3 separate regions of the Rattus norvegicus genome follow, and regions 1 and 3 are each linked to region 2. The links are chromatin contacts, called in public Hi-C maps. All regions are on one chromosome and are shown on one strand. The core of a region is the stretch at or near the end of the contact, and the rest is flanking DNA. Distances in the headings are between cores, read along the strand shown. Region 1 has its middle 30 kb from the start of Spred2. Region 2 has its middle 110 kb from the start of Spred2. Region 3 holds the start of Spred2 (sprouty-related, EVH1 domain containing 2).

Region 1 (2,700 bases), core at 50-2,549, 78 kb after region 2:
AAGACCCTCATGCTACGGGGTTGGGGATTTAGCTCAGTGGTAGAGCGCTAGCTGCCTGGAAGTCAGCATTGTGCTAACAGCCTTCAGGTGAAGATGTAGAACTCTCAGCTCCTCCTGCACCATGCCTGCCTAGATGCTGCCATGCTCTTGCCTTGATGATACTGGACTGAACCTCCGAACCTATAAGCCAACCCCAATTAAATGTTGTCCTTATAAGAGTTGCCTTGGTCATGGTGTCTGTTCGCAGCAGTAAAACCCTAAGACAACTGTGAATGACTCAAATAGATTTTCCTCTCAGTTGCTCAATGTAGATAGTCTAGGTGGCTGTGTGTGAGCAAACACAGAGCAAAGGAGAGACAGAAGCAGAGACAGAGAGGCAGAGAGAGAGACACGCAGAGAGATCCTCAGTGCTGCGTCTAAATATCAGGAACATATAATGTATGATCTCCCTCTCCCCCTCCCCCTCCCCCTCCCTTTCTCCTTCCCCCTCCCCACCTCTCTCTGCTTCTGTCTCTGTCTGCCTCTGTTTCTCTCTGTGTGTTTCTCTCTTATTGTGCTATGACTTAAACTCAGAATCTCCCGTATGACAGGCAAGTGCTCTACCACTGAACTACATTCCAAGCCAGTAATTAACCTTTCTGTGCCTAGTTTCCCCCACCCCTAACGGCTTTGCCATGAATAGTCTCATGGTGAGTGAATTGCTGTGATAAATGTGATGCCCTTAGAACAGGGCCTGGCACATAGTAAGTGCTCAATAAACATTAGTTATGATCATGGATGATGGCATTTCGAGCATAAGGTAGAATTCTTGGGTGGCTTGCTTCCTTCCCTAAGCCTGAGCCAAATGCCCCCTCACCAGATGGCCGCCTGCTTATGGGGAGGGAGAACCATCTGCTTTGCTTTGAGTGTCAGGAGCACAACTGTACCCTGAATGAGAGGACTAACTCGGGGGAAGTAGATGTGAGAGATGCATTTTCACCAGTAGTATTGCATCAGAAGAAAAGGAGGGGAGTGCATGACCTTCTTAAGCGAAGAGTCCTCAAGACCAGCACAAGCCATGCTCCAAAGTTTCCCCTACCTCGTGTGCTCACCCTTTACATCCCTAGGATGTAGAAAGAGATTTACCTCTATTTGTGGGGGAGGCAGGGGCCTCGATCTGCCGCCAACTCCCATCCCCAATCCACACAGACTCCCATCTTCTTCTGCCTAGTGGCTGACCACGTTGGGTGACAAGGAGGTAAAGGGGAGAAAGCTTGTTCTGAGGTTTGTGGGGTTTGCTTGTTTGCTTTGTTTGAGATGTGGTCTCACTCAGCAGCTCAGGCTGGCCTACTGCTCCCTACCAAGCCACATCCTGACCTCTCTTGTGTTTTTAACTGCAGTTTAAGTGGTTACTCAATAACATGGCCGAGCGCTATTCATTTTATACGTGGACCAGTAAACTCCCTCAATTCATTTACTAAATCTCCTATCTTCGTTATTTCATCCTCGCCTGTGCGTTTACCTGGTTCATGTCACATTACTAGCTGATATCCTTCACTGGTTCTGTGTGTGTGTGTGTGTGTGTGTGTGTGTGTGTGTGTGTGTGTGTGTGTATGTGTGTCTGTATGTGTCTCTGTGTGTGTTTGTGTGTGTATGTCTGTGTGTGTGTGTCTGTGTGTGTGTCTGTGTGTGTGTGTCTGTGTGTGTGTCTGTGTGTATTTGTCTGTGTGTGTGTCTGGGTGTGTGTATATGTGTGTCTGTGTGTGTGTCTGTGTGTGTGTGTATGTCTGTGTGTGACTCTTGTGTATGAGTCTGTGTGTGTGTGTCTCTGTGTGTGTGTCTCTGTGTGTTGGGGGGGTGCAGAAGGAGAGAAAGAAAAAATAAGAGAGGGAAGGAGAGGAGAGGCACTGGGGGCCAGAGACCATGGTGGGTACCCTCCCTTTCAGCCTTTCCCTCGAGACACAGGTTTGTCACTGAACCTGGAGGTAAGGTGGTGGCCTGTTCCAGTGCTCCTCCAGTCTGTCCCCCCTGGAACTGGATTACAGTCACTTACAGCTGTGCCCTGCTTTTTCTGAGGGTGCTAGGATCCAGGCTCTGCACAGCAGGCGCTCTCCCCACTGAGCTTCCCTCTCCAGCATAATTTTTGGAGGCAGGGTCTTTTGCTGACTCTGGAGCTCACTCTGGGCTGACTGGCCAGTAAGCTTCAGGGATCTGCCTCCTCTGACCCAGTAGTGCCAGGATGACAACACATCCTGCTTGGCCCAGCTTTTATGTGGGCGATAGAAATTTGAACTCAAGTCTTCATGCATGCAGAGCAAGCTCTTTTCCCAGAGTCCTCACCAAAACCTCCATATCTCCTTTCTCAGTGAGCTTTATTGACTAGAAACCACTTTTAAAAAAAATCTACTTATTTATCATATACACAGTGTTCTGCATATATAGCTGCAGGTCAGAAGAGGGCACCAGAGCTCATTACAGATGGTTGTGAGCCACCATGTAGTTGCTGGGAATTGAACTCAGGGCCTCTAGAAGAGCAGTCAGTGCTCTTAACCACTGAGCCATCTCTCCAGCCTGAAAACCACTGTTCTATAGGAGTTCTTTCTCTGTTTTAGTTTTCCACGGACAGCCCCATATGCAGAATCTATAGGGAAATATGTAGTCAGGTATGGAATTGTTTTTTAAGATGAAATAGATTTAGATGCCGGCAATAAACGGTGTGTG
Region 2 (2,995 bases), core at 389-2,888:
AGAAACCAGCACGCCTTTGGAACAGCATTCAGACACGGGTCTCTCCAGCACAGAACATGACATAGGGCCCCAGAGGAAAGTTCACCTCTTCTCACATTCTCAGGTCCCCAGTGCATTTGCTGCCATTTGCTGAGGACAACGGTCACCATCAAATACGGCCTTGGGAAACTCCCACCCAATGCATAGAGACCAAGTGCCCTAGACAGAATGGCTGCCTTCAGGCACATCCCCTGACTGCCCTCAGCTGTACCTGAGTTAGGACATCTCAACACTGTGCCTGGCACAAACAGTGCTTTCAACAGGGCTGGTGGGGATGACACAGGCAAGGTCAAAGGAGGCTGTAGTTGGAAGAGAACACATGTGCGTGACTGCCACGCTTTGTAGCCCTGATTACCAGAGTGGCCCTGTCGTAGGGGGCTGGATGGTTCTTCCCTGACTTGTGCATTCTGCCACCTTTCACTAGCATCCCAGCTCCTACCCATTAAATAACAGTAAAGCCCTGTGAGCTATGACAAATGTGTCTGCAGCCATTAACGAGTCTGTATGGAGGAGGAATAGTGGCAATGTCACCCCAGCTGGCATTAACTGGACTATGATGTCTACAGCGTTCAATAGCCTGGGCCTCCTCCACAGCCTCAGACCCTGCACTCTGAGATGTCCCCATCTCTTTCTCAAAAAGTTACGCTACTAAAACCTCTGGGACCGCTTCCCTGTTCTTTCAAAATATGAGTGAATTAAAATTCAGTTATTAATGGAAAAAAAAAAAGGTCCCACCTGTTTACCTCCACACTGCATTGTTCCCAGAACTCTGAGAAGCAATCCTTTGACACGAATGCGTGTCACAATGACTCAAGATAGCACCATCGGGGAGCGGGGGCAGTGACAGCATTTTACACGACCCCATGCAGCTGGTGAACACGTGGGCCTCAGCTCAGCAAGCCTGCTGTTCCCTCAAGTCAGAGTCGCAGAGGTCTGCACAGGTGCCCATGCAAGGTGCCCTCGCCAGAGGCACGGAGGCCTGCAAAGGTGCCCACACCACCCTTGGAAAGTGACTCAAAAGTCGTAAGTGAGAATGTTGAGGGCTTGAGCCAGGAATACTGCATGGCCGTAATCCCAAAAAGCTGAGGCAGGAGGATCATAAATCCCAGGCCAACCTGGTCTACATGCTGAACCAATTCCCCTGCCATGTGTGTGTGTGTCCCTCTGTTCCCCTCAAAAAAGAAAGAAGGAAGAGAAAAGAAAAAAAAATAAAGGAAGGTGATGGTTTTAAGCAGTATCCAAGTCTCACCCTGAAACCGGTGTGCACAGTCCCCACCTCCGCTTTTCTCAGAGATCCCTGGCTAGCACCACAAAGAGGGATGAGGGAATGAGGGACAGGAGCCCATGGACCAGGTCAGCAGGACACTCAAGAAATGCCTGGTGGCTTCCTGGCCTCCATACGCTGAAGCTGCCTGTGACCTGGAGGCATTCCTCAGGAGCAATCACCAGCGGGCGAGTCAGCTCGGCCCAGAGGCTCTAACGCAATCGCTTATTCACAACTACAGTTTTAGCACAATGGCGCACAGCTAAGAGCTCTGAGAAACCCACCCACCTATGACATGCCAGTGAGCTGCTCGGCCCCCTCTGGTGGATGTCCTGTTAGTCATAGACAGCATCTGGCCCCGCTCCCCTGTGCCCCCCTCTTTCTGTATCTCCAGACATTTTACTAAACAGACACTGAGTCAGAATAAGTCGGTTTAGCAATTAAAATCTGTGTGGGGGCTGCCTCGGGGAGCATGTGGCGGGCCTGGAAATAAATAGTCCTCCAGTATGAATCGTGCACGCACTGCAGAAGTCTAAATGTAATGTGCATGAAGCTGAACAGGGCTGAGGCCGCGGTGTGACGACTCGCCCCTTAGCAGGGCTAGGAGAAGCTGCCATCTGCTTGCAGGGTAATTGTGGTATAGGATCCACTGTCCTTAGGCAGAAAGAGCCCTGTGATTCTGTCAAAGGGAGCATATACTTGGCTCTGAAAGAAGAAAGTTCCACGAGGAACCTTGTTCAGGCAAGCCATGCCCTCAGACAACATCCATTACACTAAACCCAGGATGTTCAAAGAAACAGACAGGTAGCCCGCACACACATTCCCGGCCCATCCTCTGAGGAGAAGTCAGGGTCTGGCTATAATTTGAATGATTCCGGTAGGGGCCGCAGAGACCACCTACAGCTCCAGATGGGAGAAAAAGCTGCCAACACCAACGCCTCTGGCTGCAAGCCTGTTACCAGGCCAGCCACATGGCTCTTCAAACTGGGTCACTTTTATCCTTCACAGGTGAGAGCAGAGCCACCTGGGAAACCGGAGGACCGCCTTTGCTTGCTAGAGCTCCCACTTAAAGGGGCTTACCTTTCCTTTCCACAGGGCCCACCCACCCACTCTCTACAGAGTTCCTGGATTACAGCTGCACCTCCACCCTGGGCAGCTGGTGCTAACAGCTGGCACCCGGGACATAGGCAGAGTCTCAGAGATGCACAGTCTCTCCATCACCCGCCACCCCCACCCCCACCCCCGCTCCCAGTCCCTTCCCCAGCCCCACCCCCAGCCCCACCCCCCACCCCTCCACCCCGGCTCCCAGTCCCTTCTCCAGCCAGCAGCAGAATCCTGCAACTCCAAAGGCGGCAAGTCCAGGCGAGACCATAACCCTTCACACAGTGCGTGTTCTGTTCTGCACACTCTGGTAAGCCAAGGAGGGGCAACGCACAGCTAAATGTCCCTGTCGTAAGATTCTGCGCCAGTGGTTCTTGACATTCTTATGTCACGGACTCTTTCTCTTGGGACTGGGGAGGTGGCTCGGCAGTTAAGAGCACTGTTGCTTTTCCAGAGGTCCCACGTTCACAACTGCCTATAACATACACACACCTATATAAATAAAGCTTTTAAAGAACGCAACCACTCATGGGCCTCTAGAAACCTCTCCTGCCGCACTGGCATGAACAAACACCAACCAAGTCCCTTTCC
Region 3 (2,806 bases), core at 304-2,803, 110 kb after region 2:
CTATTTAAAATCTAAGTGGAATGTCTCTAGTGGCATATTCAGGGGGGTACAAATGTCTATTAGTCTTGAGGAGCAGAAAAAGGACAGGGATTATGTCCCTTGTTCCCTGGCAAGACCTCAGAAAATACCCAATGACTCTGTAATCAGTGGCATCCAGTGTCAAGTGAAAACATGGTGTCCCCTTCAAAAATTGTATTGGGTTTTAATTCCAAAAATTCAGATTCCAGGCAGATCCACAAGTTGAGCCCTGGGCATAGCCCTGTTCATTGTCTACATGGTGCATGAGTCCTCTCAGAAAACTTCAGGCAGGTCCTAGGCCATGGTAGGAAAAATACTTTAAAGAGAGGTGAGATGAGATGGCTCAGCAGTTAAGATCCTCCAAAGGACTGTGGTTCAATTCCTAGCACCCACATGGAGGGAGCAACCAGTTCCAGGGGACCCAACATCCTCTTCCCTCCACCCACTCTGCTGACAAGCAAGCACCCATTCTCCTCCAGCCCCTGCACATTCTTAAAAAAAGAGAAGCCGGCCAGGGATGGAGTAATGAGGAGTTCCCGGGTTTCTCTTTGGCCAAAGCCCATCAAAGGCAGTAATCTGTGGCTCAGTAAACTATGGACTTCTAAGGGCTGAAAACAAGAAACATTATTCACCAACTGGATAATTTAATTCACTTTGGTGTTACCTTTAAACTTCATTTCTGCCTGCAATGCAAGTTTCTTGGCTGCGTGCCTTTTATTTTCTGTGTACACATTATTATTATTTTTAAATGTCCGCTCTTGGTGGGCATGATGTTGCTTAACAGTTATCCCATCATTTGGATGGCTGAGGCAAGAGGGCCAAGAGTTCAAGGGCAGCCTCGGCTACACAGCAAGTTTGAAGCCACCCTGAGATGCAGGCTAGAAAAATACTCTTTGTGGACAAAAAAAAGATTGCAAGATTCTCATGAAACTGAACCTCCCCTGTTATACAGGACACTGGCAAAGTCCAAATCCCTCTCCTTGCAAGGTTTCTATCAGAGTTGGGATGGGGAGGCCAACAGAGGCCACCTGCACTGCCCCCCCAACCCCCTCCCACACTCTGCTTCTCCAAAACCAAACTCTCTGGCTTGCACCTAAACTCCTCCCCATCTCCGCCCTCCGCCACCTCCCCCCTTGATTTTTAATCCAAAGGTTTGGACGGAGGGAGGGGACAAAACGGGAGCCAGATGTGTTCTTGTCTTCGGCTCCCGCCTCCTCCCTCTTGGGCTTCCTAAAACCCGGAGCCCCGGAGACAAGGATTCGGAGCCCGACCAACGCAGTGCCAACCATGCCGTTCCGAGGCTCCTCCCGGAGTGGAAGCTAGCGGGAGGGGGAGTAGAAGAGGGGCACGCTCAGTAGGAGGGACAAAGTGTTTTGTGAGTGTGTTTTTTCCCTCTGTGTCTTTCTCTCTCTCTCTCTCTTTTTTTTATTTTGGTCGCAAGTAGGAAGCTTTTTGCACTCCACCACCTCTGGCCGCTGGGAAGACGTCATCGCTTCCGCCCTACTTCCTCCTCCTGTTGGCGGCGCTGAGAATCCAATATGGAGTAAATCGGTGGAGTGGCGAGATGGGGCTCGGACGGGGCGCCCTGCACCGCCTCCCAGGCGCACCTCCCCCGGCTGCCGAGTGCTACCCGGAACCCTGATTGGCCCGGTCCCCGGGGGCGACCCCGGCCCGGCCCCAGCACAGCCGGCTGCCCGCCGCCCCGAGCGTGCTTGTTTTTCTGCTGCTCTTCCCCTCCCGGTCCCCTTCCCAAATCTCGCCCCTGCACCCGCTCGGAGCCCCGGGGCCGCGCCCGGCGGGCCCACGGCGTCCGCTGCCGGGTGCGCCCCTTCCCAGACCTCGCCCTGCGCTCGGGGCTCTCCATTTCCCCGCCTGCCTCGGCGCCCCCTTCATCTCTAGCTCCCCCCTCCACCACCAAATCAGGAGATGTCGGAGATGTGAAGAAGGGGGGCGAGCGCACAGGAAGATGAAGGGAGCCAGGCTGCACGCCGCGGGACAGGCGTCTAGGTGAACAAGAAAATGACCGAAGAAACACACCCGGACGAGTAAGTTCGCTGCGGGTGGGATGCGGGTGCCCGGAGGGGCGGCGTGGGGGCCGCCGCCAAGGACGCAGGAGGGGACTCGTCGGGGGAACTTGGCGTGGGGTGCAGTCGCTGGCTAAGCTGTCGAGGCTGCGCGCGAGGCTCTTTGCTGGGCTGGGGGAGGCGGCAGAAACCGCCTGGGGTCTGCAAGTCCAGGTCGCAGCCCCGGCCAAGGGCGCGCAAATGACCTCCGGGAGGTCTTCGGGCTGCGAGAGCGGAAGCTCTGACGCCCTCCGTGCGGGGCATCCCGGGGTCGATGGGTCTGTGTGCATAGTGACTTTGTGACTCCTGGCACCGCTGCCCTCCTCACAGCTCTCTCCCGAGCCCTCTGGGGCCCGGGCTCCGCCATTTCGTTTTCTTGAATCGCTCTCATTTGCATACCACATTTTCATTCATAAAAACACGGAGGAGTTGGGGGAGGGCCAGTCGGGCTCTGCTCAGGGTCTGTGCGCCTGGGTCCGCGTAGCGGCCAGAGCGCGGGAGCAGCCTGCCGAGTCCCGGCGCGCGTGAGTGTGTGCACGCGCGTGTGGGCCGGCACACGCGCCCCGCAGTGTCGGGGCAGCTCTGGGGGCGGATCCGAAGCGTGTGCAGCGAGGGCGGGAGAGCGTGCGGGGAAGCGCGCTCCTGACTTGTATGTGAGGGAGAGCGCGTGCCCGTGCGTGTGCCCGGCCCGCAGGCCCGAGGGGAACAAAGCTCTCGGTGCTTAG

What was found. Hi-C and Micro-C count contacts between places; a contact is called where the count stands out from the background.
Region 1: a Hi-C map of frontal cortex shows a contact between it and region 2, with 2.4 times the contacts expected there. The contact joins two enhancer-like sites. A contact is called at or near these places in 3 of 12 Hi-C or Micro-C datasets (frontal cortex, hepatocytes and liver).
Region 3: a Hi-C map of the A7r5 cell line shows a contact between it and region 2, with 4 times the contacts expected there. The contact joins the promoter of Spred2 here to the enhancer-like site in region 2. A contact is called at or near these places in 9 of 12 Hi-C or Micro-C datasets (the A7r5 cell line, Schwann cells, frontal cortex and 5 more) and 1 of 1 datasets of contacts at active chromatin or transcription factors (oligodendrocytes).

Annotation. Positions count from the first base shown.
Region 1 is chr14:98,318,897-98,321,596 of GRCr8, forward strand. No RefSeq gene overlaps it. Among named protein-coding and RNA genes, the nearest start is that of Spred2, 30 kb to the right of the region's middle. Within about 2 kb of position 1,300, at least 4 of the 93 cell types and tissues checked have an H3K27ac peak or open chromatin away from gene starts, as enhancers often do.
Region 2 is chr14:98,240,928-98,243,922 of GRCr8, forward strand. No RefSeq gene overlaps it. Among named protein-coding and RNA genes, the nearest start is that of Spred2, 110 kb to the right of the region's middle. Within about 2 kb of position 1,639, at least 15 of the 93 cell types and tissues checked have an H3K27ac peak or open chromatin away from gene starts, as enhancers often do. A contact at or near this core is called in the A7r5 cell line, where this site is marked.
Region 3 is chr14:98,349,024-98,351,829 of GRCr8, forward strand. It overlaps Spred2 (sprouty-related, EVH1 domain containing 2), which reads left to right and starts at 1,554. Exons shown (of 6, transcript NM_001047094.2): 1 at 1,554-2,063. The coding sequence starts at 2,038.